2 separate regions of the Pan troglodytes genome follow, and region 2 is linked to region 1. Evidence: chromatin contacts called from public HiChIP or PLAC-seq data. All regions are on one chromosome and are shown on one strand. The core of a region is the stretch at or near the end of the contact, and the rest is flanking DNA. Distances in the headings are between cores, read along the strand shown.

Region 1 (7,182 bases), core at 3,136-5,635:
GAATTCCCCTCATCAGCCTCCTTTCCTGGAATTAGCAGGTACTTGTGCGCATTAGTACATGACTTCCATGTGCAGCTTGTCTACTCGTGGTCCACAGAGACCTCACAGTGCATCCAGATGTGGCCGCTAAACAATCCCTGTTGCCTAACAGTCCTGACAGTATGGGGCTCACATGCCGTGTCCATCCATGTATGGGTGTGAGCCCTTCCCAGGACCATGCCCAGTGGGGCCTCTTCCCAAGTTCATATCAGTGGGTCACAGGCAATGGAATCTAAGTGAAATGAGAGGGACTGAGGGAAGGCACGGGTGAGTGCGAGCAAACGTGTCAGGCAGGATGCTTCAGACTCAAAGAAGATTTGCAACTCCAAAGAATGAAATTTCAGAAAGGAAAGAGAAACAGAACAAGCTGGGCACGGTGGCTCCCGCCTGTAATCCCAGCAGTTTGGGAGGCCGAGGCGGGTGAATCATGAGGTCAGGAGTTGGAGACCAGCTTGGCCAACATAGTGAAACCCTGTCTCTACTAAAAATACAAAAAATTAGCTGGGCATGGTGGTGGGTACCTGTAATTGCAGCTACTTGGGAAGCTGAGGTAGGAGACTCGCTTGAACCCAGGAGGTGGAGGTTGCAGTGAGCCAAGATCACACCACTGCACTTCAGCCCAGGCGATAGTGCAAGACTCTGTCTCCAAAAAAAAAAAAAAGGGGGAAACAGACCAATCCACCAAGAATATCACTTTACTTGAGAAAGAGCCATCCCTGTCTCCTCTTTCTTCTCTTCTGGACTTCTTCCTCAGGCCACATGAGTCTTTAAAGGTTAATCTGGAATGTGAAGAAGAAGTTATTTAATGCCTAGAATTAACACACCCCCTTCCTGTGCCTCGACCACACACACAGGGAAGACACCCGTGCAAAGACAGTCCTCTGCCACCGACTGCACCAGGAGGAAAAAGAAACTTGTAGGAAGAAGAAACTTGTAGGAAAAAGAAACTTGTAGGAAGACCAACAGGTGAGTCTGTAACCCCTTTCTTCAGAACCCATTCCCCTCCTAGAGAGGCCCACACGCACGCTGCAGCGGTGGGGAGCTGGGCTGGACTGAGCTCCCCTTCAGGGTGCACACCTGGCCTTGAGCAAACCTCATGCAGAGCACAGCCACCCTCACATCCCTATGGATCCCAGGCTGAGCTTAGGCCTCAGAAATGGAGGAAACAGTCTGTAATCCCAGCACTTTGGGAGGCCGAGATAGGCGGATCACCTGAAGTCAGGAGTTCGATACCAGCCTGGCCAACATGGTGAAACCCCGTTTCTACTAAAAATACAAAAATTAGCCGGGTATGGTGGTGCGTGCCTGTAGTCCCAGCTACTAGGGAGGCTGAGGCAGAAGAATCGCTTGAACCCAGGAGGTGGAGGTTGCAGTGAGCTGAGATTGCCCCATTGCACTCCAGGCTGGGCGACAGAGTGAGACTCCATCTAAAAATTTTTAAAAAAAGAAATGGAGGACACAGAGCCTCAGTATCAATGCCAGAGAGATTAGAATCAGCTGGGGTAACATAACTACTATCAAGGCTGGACTCCAACCCCATTACATGAATGGAAAACTCAGGTAAAGAGGCACAAGAGTTTTATTTGCAAAATGACTCAGTACTCTCAAGTCAAACCAGGATTGAGCTCCACTCAGAGGGAGTGTGAAATAACAAGAAATATATTTTTGGTCTCTGCCCCTGGTTCCTGGGACATAGATCCTAAACCCCTCACAGAAAGGGGTGTTAGGAGAATCTTTGGTTCTCATATTTGGTCTTTGACCCCGGGTCCTTGTGCAAAGCTCCTAAATCCCTTGGAATTTCCTACATGATAGGAGTGTTTTTGTTCTAATGAGGCAAGTCTTGGTGGGCTCCTGGATAGAGCCAGTTGCCAGAAAGACTAAGCCATGATTAGAAGCTTGGAGATTTCAGCTCCATCACTTATTTCCCAAAGAGTGGAGCATGCTGAAGACTGAGTTAATAATCTCTCATGCCTACAGGATGAAGCCTCGATAAAAGTTCCTGATCTATAGACTTCGGAGAGCTGTCTGGTTGATAAACACATCTGAATGCCAGGAGGGTGGGTGCACCCAAATCCACAAGGACAGAAGCTCCTGTGCTTAGAACATTCTCAGACCTCACCATACATATCTCTTCATCTGGCTGCTCATGGGTATCTTTTATGATATCCTTTATTAATACACCAAATCCTCACTTGATGTTATCAATAGATTCTTGGAAACCGGAACTTTAAGTGAAATGGCAACCTTTTTCCTCATCTACATAAAAAATGACATCGAATGGCCAAGTGCGGTGGCTCACACTGTAATCTCAGCACTTTGGGAGGCCAAGGTGGGCAGGTCAAGAGGTCAGGAGATCGAGACCATCCTGGCCAACATGGCGAAACCCTGTCTCTACTACAAATACAAAAATTAGCTGGGCATGGCAGCACATGCCTGTAATGCCAGCTACTAAGGAGGCTGAGGCAGGAGAATCACTTGAACCCAGGAAGTGGAGGTTGCAACGAGCAGAGACGGCACCACTGCACTCCAGCCTGGTGACAGAGCTAGACTCCATCTCAAAATAATAATAATAATAATAATGATAATGATGACATTGAACAAAACAACGTTATTTGAGGACCTGCTGTATATCATTTCATTCATGACCCGGTTTCCAAGAACCTGTAGAAAACATGAAGTGAGAAATGACTGCACAAAAAATCAGTAAACATAAGTAAGTGCTTCCAGCAGTCCTGTGAGCTGTCCTCACAAGTTAAACCCAAAGAGGGAGTCATGGGAGCCCCAATATATAGGTCAGTTTTAAGGACAGGTGACAACCTATTACTTTTGACTGACGTCTGAAGTGGCGGGGGCGGGGCAGGGGGTTGGCCTTGTGGGACTAAGACCTTAACCTGTTGGATCTGACTCTAACTCCAGGCGCACAGTGTCAGAATTGAATTGAGTTATAGGACACGCAACTGGTGTATACTGGAGAATCGCCTAGTGTGTGGGAAAAAAACTCCCACACATTTGCTGTCAGAAGTGTTATATGTTGGCTGGGCGCGGTGGCTCATGCCTGTAATCCCAGCCCTTTGGGAGGCCCAGGCGGGCGGATAACCTGAGGTCAGGGGTTGGAGACCAGCCTGGCCAACATGGTGGCCCCGACTCTACTGAAAATACAAAAATTAGCCGGGCGTGGTGGCACATGCCTGTAATCAGAGCTACTCCGGAGGCTGAGGCAGGAAAATCGCTTGAACCTGGGAGGTGGAGGTTGCAGTGAGCTGAGGTTGCGCCACTGCACTCCAGCCTGGGTAACAGAGGGGGCGACTCATTCTCAAAAAAAAAAAAAAAAAAGCATACTGGGTGTCACCGAACAGGCCCAGGTCACCTCCTCCACCATGAGTGTCACAGGACAAGCCCAGCTCACCTTCCGACCACGGGAGGTGACTGCCTAGAGGGGCTTGGGAGCTGAAGGCCTTTCCTGAGAAAGATTTCAGGTGAGAAAGACAAAGGTGGCACCTTAGGACAGGGGTGGGGTCTGCAGAATCCCAGAACCAAGTAAGGACGCGGCCCCTCCGGACTGAGGCTGCAGCGCTGCGCACCAGGGGCCGACAAGGGCAGGTCTTGGAGAACCGGATAGACCTGAATCCACCTTGCAGGTGAGGGCTCTAAAAAGTGCTCTCCCGGCCAGGCGCGGTGGCTCACGCCTGTAATCTCAGCACTTTGGGAGGCCGAGGCGGGCGGATCACGAGGTCAGGAGAAGGAGACCATCCTGGCTAACACGGGTGAAACCCCGTCTCTACTAAAAAAAATACAACAAAATTAGCTGGGCGTGGTGGCGGGCGCCTGTAGTCCCAGCTACTTGGGAGGCTGAGGCAGGAAAATGGCGTGAACCCGGGAAGCAGAGCTTGCAGTGAGCCGAGATCGCGCCACTGCGCTCCAGCCTGGGCGACACAGCGAGACTCCGTCTTAGAAAAAAAAAAAAAAAGTGCCCTCCCGCGTGGCGGGAAGAAAAATCGGTAAAGGATTTTAGGCAGCAAAAGACACGAAAGGCCATGTTTACCTAGCGCAAAGCAGTAAGACCAGATTCAGGAAGTAGCCTTAGAGCGATTTTAACCCAAAGGGAAAGCGATCTCCGCATTCTCACAGCAACGTCAGAATTTACCTGGGGTGGAGGGCGCGGTGTGGTCATTTTAAGATCTGTAGGGACCCCTCCAGACCCGGGGGATGGAAGAAGGGGGACTGCGAAGCGCAGATTTAATCTAGAGAGAGCGAAACTCAGGCTCGGCGGCGCAGCCTTCACTCCCCGCGATCCGCTTCCGGGTCTACAGAAAACCGCTCGCAGCGGAGACTGGGCGGCCTGGGGGCGGGGAAGGGGCGGGGCCTGGCCAGGGAGAGACCGGCAGGGGGCGGGGCCGGGGGGGAACTGAGGCGGCCTAGGGGCGGGGCCTAGGCGGGGCGCGACCGGCACAGGGAGTGGGCCGGGGAGAAAACGTGAAGGGTGGGGCGGGGCCTGGACAGGCAGGGGGCGGGGCCGGGAGGGACCTAAGGAAGGCGGGTGGGAACCTGCGTTTCCAGCCACCTGGTTCCCAGAGCGTCCCTATTTTCTGGGTTTGGGAACACAAGTCTATTTCGTGTCCTGCGGAGCAGTTTTGCTTTCTGCTTATTTTAAGTTAATGTTTCAATTTTAAGGTAAACCCTTAGAGTTATGTGGGCCATCTCTGTTGGAAACTAAGACGTTTTCCTAAGTTGCAAACTTAAGTTGCTCAACTATTTTTAAAAAGTTACTGCTTTTTCTAAAGCAAGAGTTAATGTCACCGGTATTAGCCCTCCTCGCTCCACACCCCAGGTATTTACCATATGAAAATCTCTGCAACTGTGCACAGGGCTGACTCTCTCCCTCCATGGTCAATGGGTGTAGAATGGGGAGGGGATTGCATTAAGTTCTGTTGCGAGGTGACTTGAAATTACTTACACATTCTGCCCAGGCAGAGTTTTGCATTTCACATTCTAGTTTGCATACCCTTCACAGACATTTTCAGGGCTTTTTAGTTAAGTTGCTTAAATTAATTCAAATTGCAGAAACTTTCCTGGATTCAATCTACCCCAAACCGACACCCCCAGAGATGCCAGATCCCCACCCAGAGTTGCTTCAGTCTCACTAGCAGCTCTTCTGTCCTACCTGCTGGCAGAAATAACCATTTCAACGTGAACCATTTCAACTTCTGTCCCATTCGCTGGCAAAAATACCTTTTAACGTATTTTACCGTATTAACGTATAAGTTTAACCATTTCAACTTTCTTTTGCCCAAGATTCCTATTCCCATGGTCAGGTTGGGATCTACCCTCAATAATAACTATGGTGGCCCAGGGCGTTGTAATCTGTGTGCAGCGTTGAGCACCAAGGCTCTGTGTTCTGCGTTTCTGATTACATTTTTTAGCTCTAAAATTTCTCTGTTTCTCCTTTATAGCTTCTGTCCCTATATTGATAGTCTCATTTTGCTCATATCTTGTTTTCCTGATTTCCTGTGGTTGTCTTTGTGTGCTCTCCTCTTAATTCATTGACCATCTTGTGACTCTTATTTTCAATTCTTTGTCTGATAATTCACACGTCTTCATTTCTTTAGTGTCAGTTTGTGGTGGTTTCATTTGTTCCTTTGTGTGGATCATGTTTCCTTTTCTCCTTGAATGTCTTGTTATCTTGGCACCTCAGCATTTCACTATCAGCCAGTCCTACTTTTTTATTTCTGGCTTCCTTCAGGGAGGACCCTCTCTATTCAGCCTGACTAGAGATTCTGGAAACCTCTGAAGCCTTTTCTGGGAATGTGTCGTCTCTGGGCTTTTGCTTGTAGTTACCTGAGAAGGTTTGCCGGTTTTTCTTCAGGAGAGCTCCTGTTGACAGTCTGCAATTCTGCAGTCCCTGTGTTTTCATGGTAAGCTGTGGTCTGGTTCTCCACCTAGTGTCTGCCTGCGTTACTGCAGACTCTCGTTTATGTTGCTTGCCTTTGTTCTCAATGGTTTCCCTGACCTGGCATCCTGTCACTTTTGATGGTACTTCTGTTACTTAACTGATTCTTTAGGTTTAATTGTAATTGTTGAGGGTTTTTTTGTTTTTGTTTTGTCTTTATTTTGTTGAGATGGGGTTTCACTATATTGCCCAGGCTGGTCTTGAACTCCTGGGCTCAAGCACCCCTCCTGCCTCAGGCTCTCAAAGTGCTGGGATTACAGGTGTGAGCCACTGCTCTCAGCCTAACTGTAATTCTTAGATGCCTGGGTTCGGGGCTTGCTCTGTCATTTCTAGCTCTTGGACCTTAGGCCAGTTTCTTAGCGTATCTGTGACACAGTTTCTTTTTTTTTTTTTTTTTTTTTTTTTTTTTTTGAGACGGAGTCTTGCTCTCGCCCAGCCTGGAGTGCAGGGGCGCGATCTCGGCTCACTGCAAGCTCCGCCTCCCGGGTTCACGCCATTCTCCTGCCTCAGCCTCCCGAGTAGCGTAGCTGGTACTACAGGCGCCCGCCACCACGCCCGGCTAATTTTTTTGTATTATCATTAGAGACGGGGTTTCACCGTGTTAGCCAGGATGGTCTCCTGGTGACCATCGTGATCCGCCCGGCTCGTGATCCGGTCCTGACCTCGTGATCCGCCCAGCTCGGCCTCCCAAAGTGCTGGGATTACAGGCGTGAGCCACAGCGCCCGGCCGACACAGTTGTTTCCTAGTAAGACAGGAAAAGCTCTTTTTCTCATGGGCTATTATGTTGTCATTTGAGTTAATACAGGTAAAGTATTCCGAATAATGCCTTGCACATAGTGTTCAGAAAAGTCAGTCATTGCTATTGCCATTATCATCACAGTTTTTACTTCTGGCCAGTGTTTCTGTAAAGCCACTGTGGACCTTGTCACCTCAGAAGACATCATTCGTGCTTTAGCTTATCTAGATACTGAATATCACTTAGTGTGTTGAAAATAATATCTAACACTTCTATAGAGATCAGCTTGTGTTTGGGTTTTTATTTGTCTATTTATTGTATTGTCCACAAAACTGAAAACTCCACACAGATTTAGAGGCTATTATAACTAGTTAGGGAAAAGTACAATAAAACAGAATTAGGGAGACATAACTTGCTCAAAAATGCCTTCACGCCGGGCGCGGTGGCTCACGCCTGAGA
Region 2 (7,182 bases), core at 2,635-5,134, 260 kb before region 1:
GGGATTACAGGTGTGAGCCACTGCACCCAGCCTTAAGCCCCTAGCTCTTAAAAACTTCCATTATCAGGAGAAACTGTGTTGCTCACTAAGGAAGAGCTTTTACGGACTCACTAGAAGAATTAACTTGTTTAAGACAGCAATATTATAATAAAACACTAAAGAAAACTTTGTGGCAAGGCAAAGATGACTCCAGATCACCTCATCCAAACCCATTCTCGCGTTTCTCTTCTCTAAACCACACATAGTATCAGCTTGAAGCTCCAAATACCTGGCAAGCACCCTCTGGTCTCTATTGGATCTGTGTGCACCAAGGGCCTACCGACAGTTGCCAGGAAAAAGGACAAGGGCTTGTGTACTTGAAACAATTAGACCATGTTTCTTCTCACTCCCACTGCAACAGGGAGAAACTTGAAGGTATCTTGTCTACAATAAAATCAAAGAAAAAAACAAAAGAGATATAGACATAAGAAAAGACATAAAAATAGAAGACTAGAAAGACACAGATTGGCCCCCTGAAAGACTAATTCAGTACTCTAGGCCAGCTACCCGGGCACAAAATAAGTCATAAAGGTACCGCACCCCAATTTACATGCTTAACCGCATCATAAAGTTGCAAGCAGTACTTGAAATCGTCACTAATGAAACAGCAAATGCATTAGACTTACTGGCCCAGCAAGCCACAAAAACGAGAAATGCCATCTACCAAAATAGATTAGCTTTCAACTACCTCCTAGCCCAGGAAGGAGGAGTATGTAGAAAGTGTAATCTAACTAATTGCTGCCTAGAAATCAATGATAATAGGAAGGCTGTTATAGAAATAACTGCAAGAATAAAAAAATTATCCCATGTTCCAGTCCAGACTTAGACAAAGTAGACTCCCGAGTCCCTCTTTAGAGGCTGGTTTTCCTCCTTCAGTCGATTCAAAACCTTAACAGGAGTGGTTCTAGAAATACTAAGAATTGGTTTAATACTCCCTTGCCTCTTACCTCTCCTTGTTAAGGAACATTCAATCAACTATAGGAGCAATTGTGACTAGGCAGACTACCACTCAGCTAATAGCTCCACATAAATATCAGCCTGTGCCTAAAGAAGAAAACCTGCTTTTTCATGAATAATCAAGTCATAGTGATGCTTTCTATTAAAATCTTGTTTATAAAAAGCATAAAAGGGAGAAAACTCAGGCAGAAATTAAAAAAATATATGCATTCATTCACTCCAAGAAAAGTAACAGGCAAGGCAAGGGTTAAAAAGAGAAGAACAAGTTTTCCTCTGCCTAGCAAGCTCACTTCAAGAACAGTTATAACATAACGCTGTTTGCGAAGTCGAAGCCAAAGGAATGGGCTCCAGACACCTCCTCCCCTTTAGAACAAGAGTGAAAGAAAGAAAGAAAGAAAGAAAAGAAAAGAAAAGAAAAAGAAAGAAAGAAAGAAAGAAAACAAATGTATTTAGCTGTTCTTGCTTTTCTTTCAATGCAGCTGCAAGACCACCAGCTATGCAAGGCTACAAGTTATGCTATGTTATAGACGACATGACCTATCATTATATGATTAACTGCTTTTATTTTGCTTCTGTAAGCCTGCTTATAAAAGCCCCACTCTTTGTTGAAATGCTCAGCTTTTTAGATGTAAATCCACCGAGCCGGTGCGTACCTTAAATAAACATCCTCCTGTCTCCCCCGTATCAGTCTCTTTAGTCCTCAGATTCCCGCAACACCATCTCTGCGCCTCCTCTGCTCTCCGCGTTACATTCTCTCTTCCCTGTTATACCCCTTGTCCCCACTCTCTGGCAGCCTAGATCCCCAGGTGTCCTCCCTGCTGTGCTTCTCCCTCTGTTCTCCTTGCCACCAGCACCACTCTGCTCTGTCTGCCCTGGCTCCAAATCCCTCCTCCTCTCCCTCACCCTGATGAGCCTCCCTCTTTGCTGCCCCTCTCCCTACCTTGCTGTCCTTCATCTCTCTGTACATTTAGCTTTTCTCTGCATGTCTCCAGTTGCTTTTCTCCTCCTGCTTTCTTATATATATATTTTTCACTTTCGTTGTCTCTTGGCAAATCCCTCACCCATTCTCTACTTTGCCATCTGTTATGAGTCTTTCTCATTCTTTTCTCTTTCTCAGGTTTTCTACTGCCTGTGTCTCCTGATCCCTTTAGCCCACAGAATCACATGACGGTTTGGAGTAAGATGGCTACATACCAGGGGAGCGCATTTTCAAGGGGCTGGAGCTGGGCAGGGAAGAACACCCCATGTCACAGGATATGGGGAAAAGAAAGAGAAATCAGACTGTTACTGTGTCTATGCAGAAAAGGAAGACATAAGAAACTTCATTTTGATCTGTACTAAGAAAAATTGTTTCTGCTTTGAGATGCTGTTAATCCGTAACTTTAGCCCCAACCCTGTGCTCACAGAAACATGTGCTGTATTGAATCAAGGTTTAATGGATTTAGGGCTGTGCAGGGTGTGCCTTGTTAACAATATGTTTGCAGGCAGTATGCTTGGTAAAGGTCATCACCATTCTCCATTCTCGATTAACCAGGGACACAATGCACTGTGGAAGGCCGCAGGGACCTCTGCCCTAGAAAGCCTGGGTATTGTCCAAGTTTCCCCCCACTGAGACAGCCTGAGATATGGCCTCATGGGAAAAGAAAGACCTTACCATCCCCCAGCCGGACACCCATAAAGAGTCTGTGCTGAGGAGGAGTAGTGAAAGAGGGAGGCCTCTTTGCAGTTGAGATAAGAGGAAGACTTCTGTCTCCTGCTGGTCCCTGGGAATGGAATGTCTAGGTGTAAAGCTGACCATTTCCATTCGTTCTATTCTGAGATAGGAGAAAACCGCCCTGTGGCTGGAGGCGAGATATGCTGGCAGCAATACTGCTCTGTGACTCTTTGCTACACTGAGATGTTTGGGTGAAGAGAAATATAAATCTAGCCTACGTGCACATCCAGCCACAGTACCTTTCCTTGAACTTATTCATGATATAGATTCCTTTGCTCACATGTTTTCCTGCTGACCTCTCCCCACCTGTTGCCCTGCTACACTCCCCTCACTAGGACAGTAAAAATAATGATCAATAAATACTGAGGGAACTCAGAGGCTGGCACTGGTGCCGGTCCTCCGTATGCTGAGCGCCGGTCCCCTGGGCCCACTGTCCTTTCTCTATACTTTGTCTTTGTGTCTTATTTCTTTTCTCAGTCTCTCTTCCCACCTGACGAGAAATACCCACAGGTGTGGAAGGGCTGGCCCCCTTCAACAGGACAAGCCCCGGGCACCTCCCCAACGTGGGCTCAGGGGAAGCCGTGACTGCGGAGGGGAGACTTAGGGAGCAGCAGGGCCCGGCAGGAGGAGGGAGGTGGGGGGGGGGGGCGAGGGCGCCTTAAGACAAGGGTGGGGTCTGCAGGATCCCAGGACCAGACAGAGGACGCGGCCTTCCCGGGACTGGGGCCGCGGTTCTGCGCTCCACCGGCCGAAGTGGGCGAGAATCCACCTCTTGGGTGAGGACTTCAAAACGCGCGGGGTGGGAGGAGTCAGAGAAAGGTTTAGAGCAGGAAAAATGCGCGATAGAAAGTGTATACATTGCCCTATAGCAGAAAGACCCGGGACGGGACCAGCCTCAGGGCGACCTTAAACACAAAAGGAAGCGACCCCCGGACTCTCACGGGGTCGTCTCAATTTGCTCTAGGTGAAGGAAGATGGCTGAGAATTTCCAGGTTTGTGGGGACCCCACGCCCCAGGTACAGAAGCGCCAGGGACCTGGGAAGTGCAGACTTAATACAACACAGAGCCAAACTCACGCGCTGCCGTGGGACCGTCACTCCACGCGATCCGCTTCCGGGTTTTCGCGAATCTCTGCGCAGGACAGAAGCCAGGCCTGGGCGGGACCTGGGAGGAGGTGGGCGGGGCCTGACGAGGCAGGGGCGGGGCGAGAGGCGGAGAGACTTTGCCCTTTGGAATGCGCAGAGGGCGAGGCCAGGGTGGGACCTGTGAGTCCCTCACCCTCGCTCCAGCGCCTGTTTTAGGGTTTTGGAGTCGAGACCGGCCAGTAAGGTTGAGGCACTATTCCAAAGCCCTGGAATTGTCTGTAACGGGGATGCAAACTAGAATGTGAAATGCAAAGCCCTGCCTGGGCGGAAGGTACGATTTCATGCTGACGGCCCACAAAACAGAATAGAAATCCTCCCCCTTTCTATTCTCCATTCACTCAGGAGGGCAAGTCCACCCCGTGCTCAACTTCAGAGACTTCCCTAAAGCCACCGCCACGGATGCGGGACGGAGTGCTCAGGCCAGGGTGGAGTGAGGTGACCACCTGCTGGATGGGGCGCCGGGGTGGGAGGGATGCGCGCGCGGGGGCAGGAGCCTGAGGTCCCAGCTACTCAGGAAGCAGCGGCGGGAGGATCGCTGAGCCTGGGGGTCCAGGCCAGCCTGAGCGACAAAGTAACACCCCCTCCCGCAGCTCTTCCTTCCTCGTCTCTCTCTTTTTTTCCTTTTTTTTTTTTTTTTAATGTTTTAAAATACAATTTTGATTGTGTGAGATAGGGATCCAACAGTATTCTTTTCCATCTGGATATTCAGTTAGTTGTCTCAGCACGTTTGGGGAAGAGATTTATTACTTTATTTATTTGCTTATTTCTTTTGAGACAGCGTATTTCTCTGTCGCCCAGGCTAGAGGGCAGTGACGGGATCTCGGTTCACTGCAGCCTCTTCCTCTTGGGTTCAAGCGATTCCCCTGCCTCAGCCTCCGGAGTACCTGCCATTACATTCGCGTGCCACCATGCCTGGCTAATTTTTGTATTTTTGTAGACGGGTTTCACCATGTTGGCCAGGCTGGTCTCAAACTCTTGACTTCAAGTGATCCGCCTGCCTCGGCCTCCCAAAGTGCTGGCATTACAGGCGTGAGCCACTGCACCTGGCCCAACAAATACTTTTTACTTCACTTTCTAATTGTTGAGAAAACATAATTGAAAACAAACAAAAAGTCTTCCCCCCAATGAGAAATCATCTCCACGACGACAATAGAGAAAGAAATTAAAACCATTTCATTAATAAATAAGCCTTAGGCCAGATTATGATGCGAAATACAGACAAACAGCTAAGAGGTTGAAAAGAGAGAAAGAAACTTCACTGTTCTATACAACCCATTAAGGACATGTTTTCAAGATAAACACTAATCAGTCCTCAGGGAAGAGGACTTGACAACACCCTTGGTCACACATAGTTCATCCTGGCTCTACTTGGTAATGGAGGTGACCATCTGTGTCAGCTAAGTAGCTTCATGCCGAGGAGGGGAAGAAACACTAACCCATGTTTTTTTGACAAGTGTGAGTTTTACAACATGGCGACAGGTGCCCTCTCTAGTGAGGCTCCTAAAATCCGACAGAAACTGATGTCAGCAGTAAATAATAAAATTTAGAATTTATGATTAAGTATAGAGTTTATCTGAACACAAAGCATGAGGATAACCACTGGCAAACATCAACTCCAAATGAATGGGATCAGCGTTCCATAGTAGAGACGTTTAGGTTTCACACACAGGGAAAGACAGAAGCTTTAGGACAATCACCACATTTTCCATTCAAGACCAGTGCATAGGTTGCAGCAAGTTGATTGGTGACAGAGTGATACACTTCAAGGAAGGTTACTTTATCACTCCATAAAAAGGGACAATGATCTCAGGAGGTCTTATCTCTGGGGTTGCTTAGTCTTTCTAATTATTTACAGGAAAACTTTTCCTGTAAATAAGAGGAAGACTTGCATAGGCTGGAGTGCAGTGGGGCGACCTCGGCTCACTGCAACCTCTACCTCTCAGATTCAAGCAGTTCTCTTGCCTCAGCCTCCCAAGTAGCTGGGATTACAGGTGCATGCCACCATTGTTTTTTTTGTTTGAGACAGAGTCTCGCTCTGTTGCCTAGGCTGGGGAGCAATGACACGATCTCAGCTGCTTACTGCAACCTCTGCCTCCCGGGTTCAAGCGATTCTCCTGGCTCAGGCTCTCGAGTAGCTAGGAGCCCAGCTAACTTTTGTATTTTTAGTAGAGACGGGGTTTCACCATGTTGGGCAGGCTGGTCTCAAACTCCTGACCTTGTGATCCACCCGCCCAAGCCTTCCAATTTTCTGGGATTACAGGTGTGAGCCACCACTCCTGGCCCTTTGTTTTGTATTTTTAGTAGAGAGGTGGTTTCACCATGTTGGCCAGGCTAGTTTCAAACTCTTGACCTCAAGTGATCTGTCCACCTTGACCTCCCAAAGTGGTGAGATTACAGGTGTGGGCCACCACACGTGGCCAGGAAAACTCATAGAAGTTACGCCTGCATTCCACTGGACTCAAGTTGAATGAGCACATTTCTCTCAAGGTGTAGCAGGACGAGCCACAGACAAAAGCCCTCAGACACAGGGTTAAAGAAGGAAGTGGCTTTATTTGGCCGGGAGCATCGGCTGACTGGCATCTCAAGAACCGAGCTCCCCGAAGAAAGAGTTCCTGGTCCTTTTAAGGGCTTACAACTGTAAGGGGTTCCACGTGAAAGGGTCATGATAGATTGAGAGCACATGTGGTTAGAGTTGGGGGTTAATATTTTAACCTCAGGCCTGGTCATCAGTGGCACCAGCTGGTCTTGCCACTGACTTCATTCCTGTTGTTTTTCAGCTTTTACTTCAGAGACAGGAGACAGTAAGAGAAATGGCCTCTCTCTTCAAAGGCTCATAATTATTTAAAGGTCATAGCTTTAAATTGGAATTATTTGATGTATGAATTATTTAATTTCCTACTGAGATACAGGTACTGTCTCCCTTGTATTTTGCCTTTCAAAGAGAGCTCCCAAGTCCTTCAGAAATACATCCCTGGGTCATCAAGCTGAAAAAAGGTTTAGTTAGTTTCTAAAAAACACCACTTCAGACCAGGTGTGGTGGTTCACACCTGTAATCCCAGCACTTTCAGAGGCCAAGATGGCGAATCACTTGAGGTCAGGAGTTCGAAACCGGGCTTGTACCCGGAAGTTGAAGGCTGCGGTGAACTGGGATCGTGCAATTGCACTCTAGCCTAAGCAACAAAAGCAAAACTCCATCTAAAAAACAAACAACAAAAACAAAACAACAAAAAACCTCAGAAGACAGAGAAAATCCATTTACAAATTTTCTAAATAAGTCTCCTAAGAAAAGAGACGAAAAGAAAGTAAATCTCTTTATTTCCACAGGAG

Evidence for each region. HiChIP or PLAC-seq counts read pairs in DNA pulled down with a chosen protein or histone mark.
Region 2: an H3K4me3 HiChIP or PLAC-seq map of stem cell-derived excitatory neurons shows a contact between it and region 1, with 8 times the contacts expected there. The contact joins the promoter of LOC104003432 here to the promoter of LOC100610781 in region 1. A contact is called at or near these places in 1 of 7 Hi-C or Micro-C datasets (stem cell-derived neural progenitor cells) and 1 of 1 datasets of contacts at active chromatin or transcription factors (stem cell-derived excitatory neurons).

Annotation. Positions count from the first base shown.
Region 1 is chr20:56,032,055-56,039,236 of NHGRI_mPanTro3-v2.0_pri, reverse strand. LOC100610781 (zinc finger protein 665-like) reads right to left here and starts at 4,385. Exons shown (of 5, transcript XM_063802220.1): 1 at 4,184-4,385; 2 at 739-818.
Region 2 is chr20:56,294,376-56,301,557 of NHGRI_mPanTro3-v2.0_pri, reverse strand. It overlaps LOC104003432 (zinc finger protein 813), which reads right to left and starts at 3,884. Exons shown (of 6, transcript XR_010153958.1): 1 at 3,787-3,884.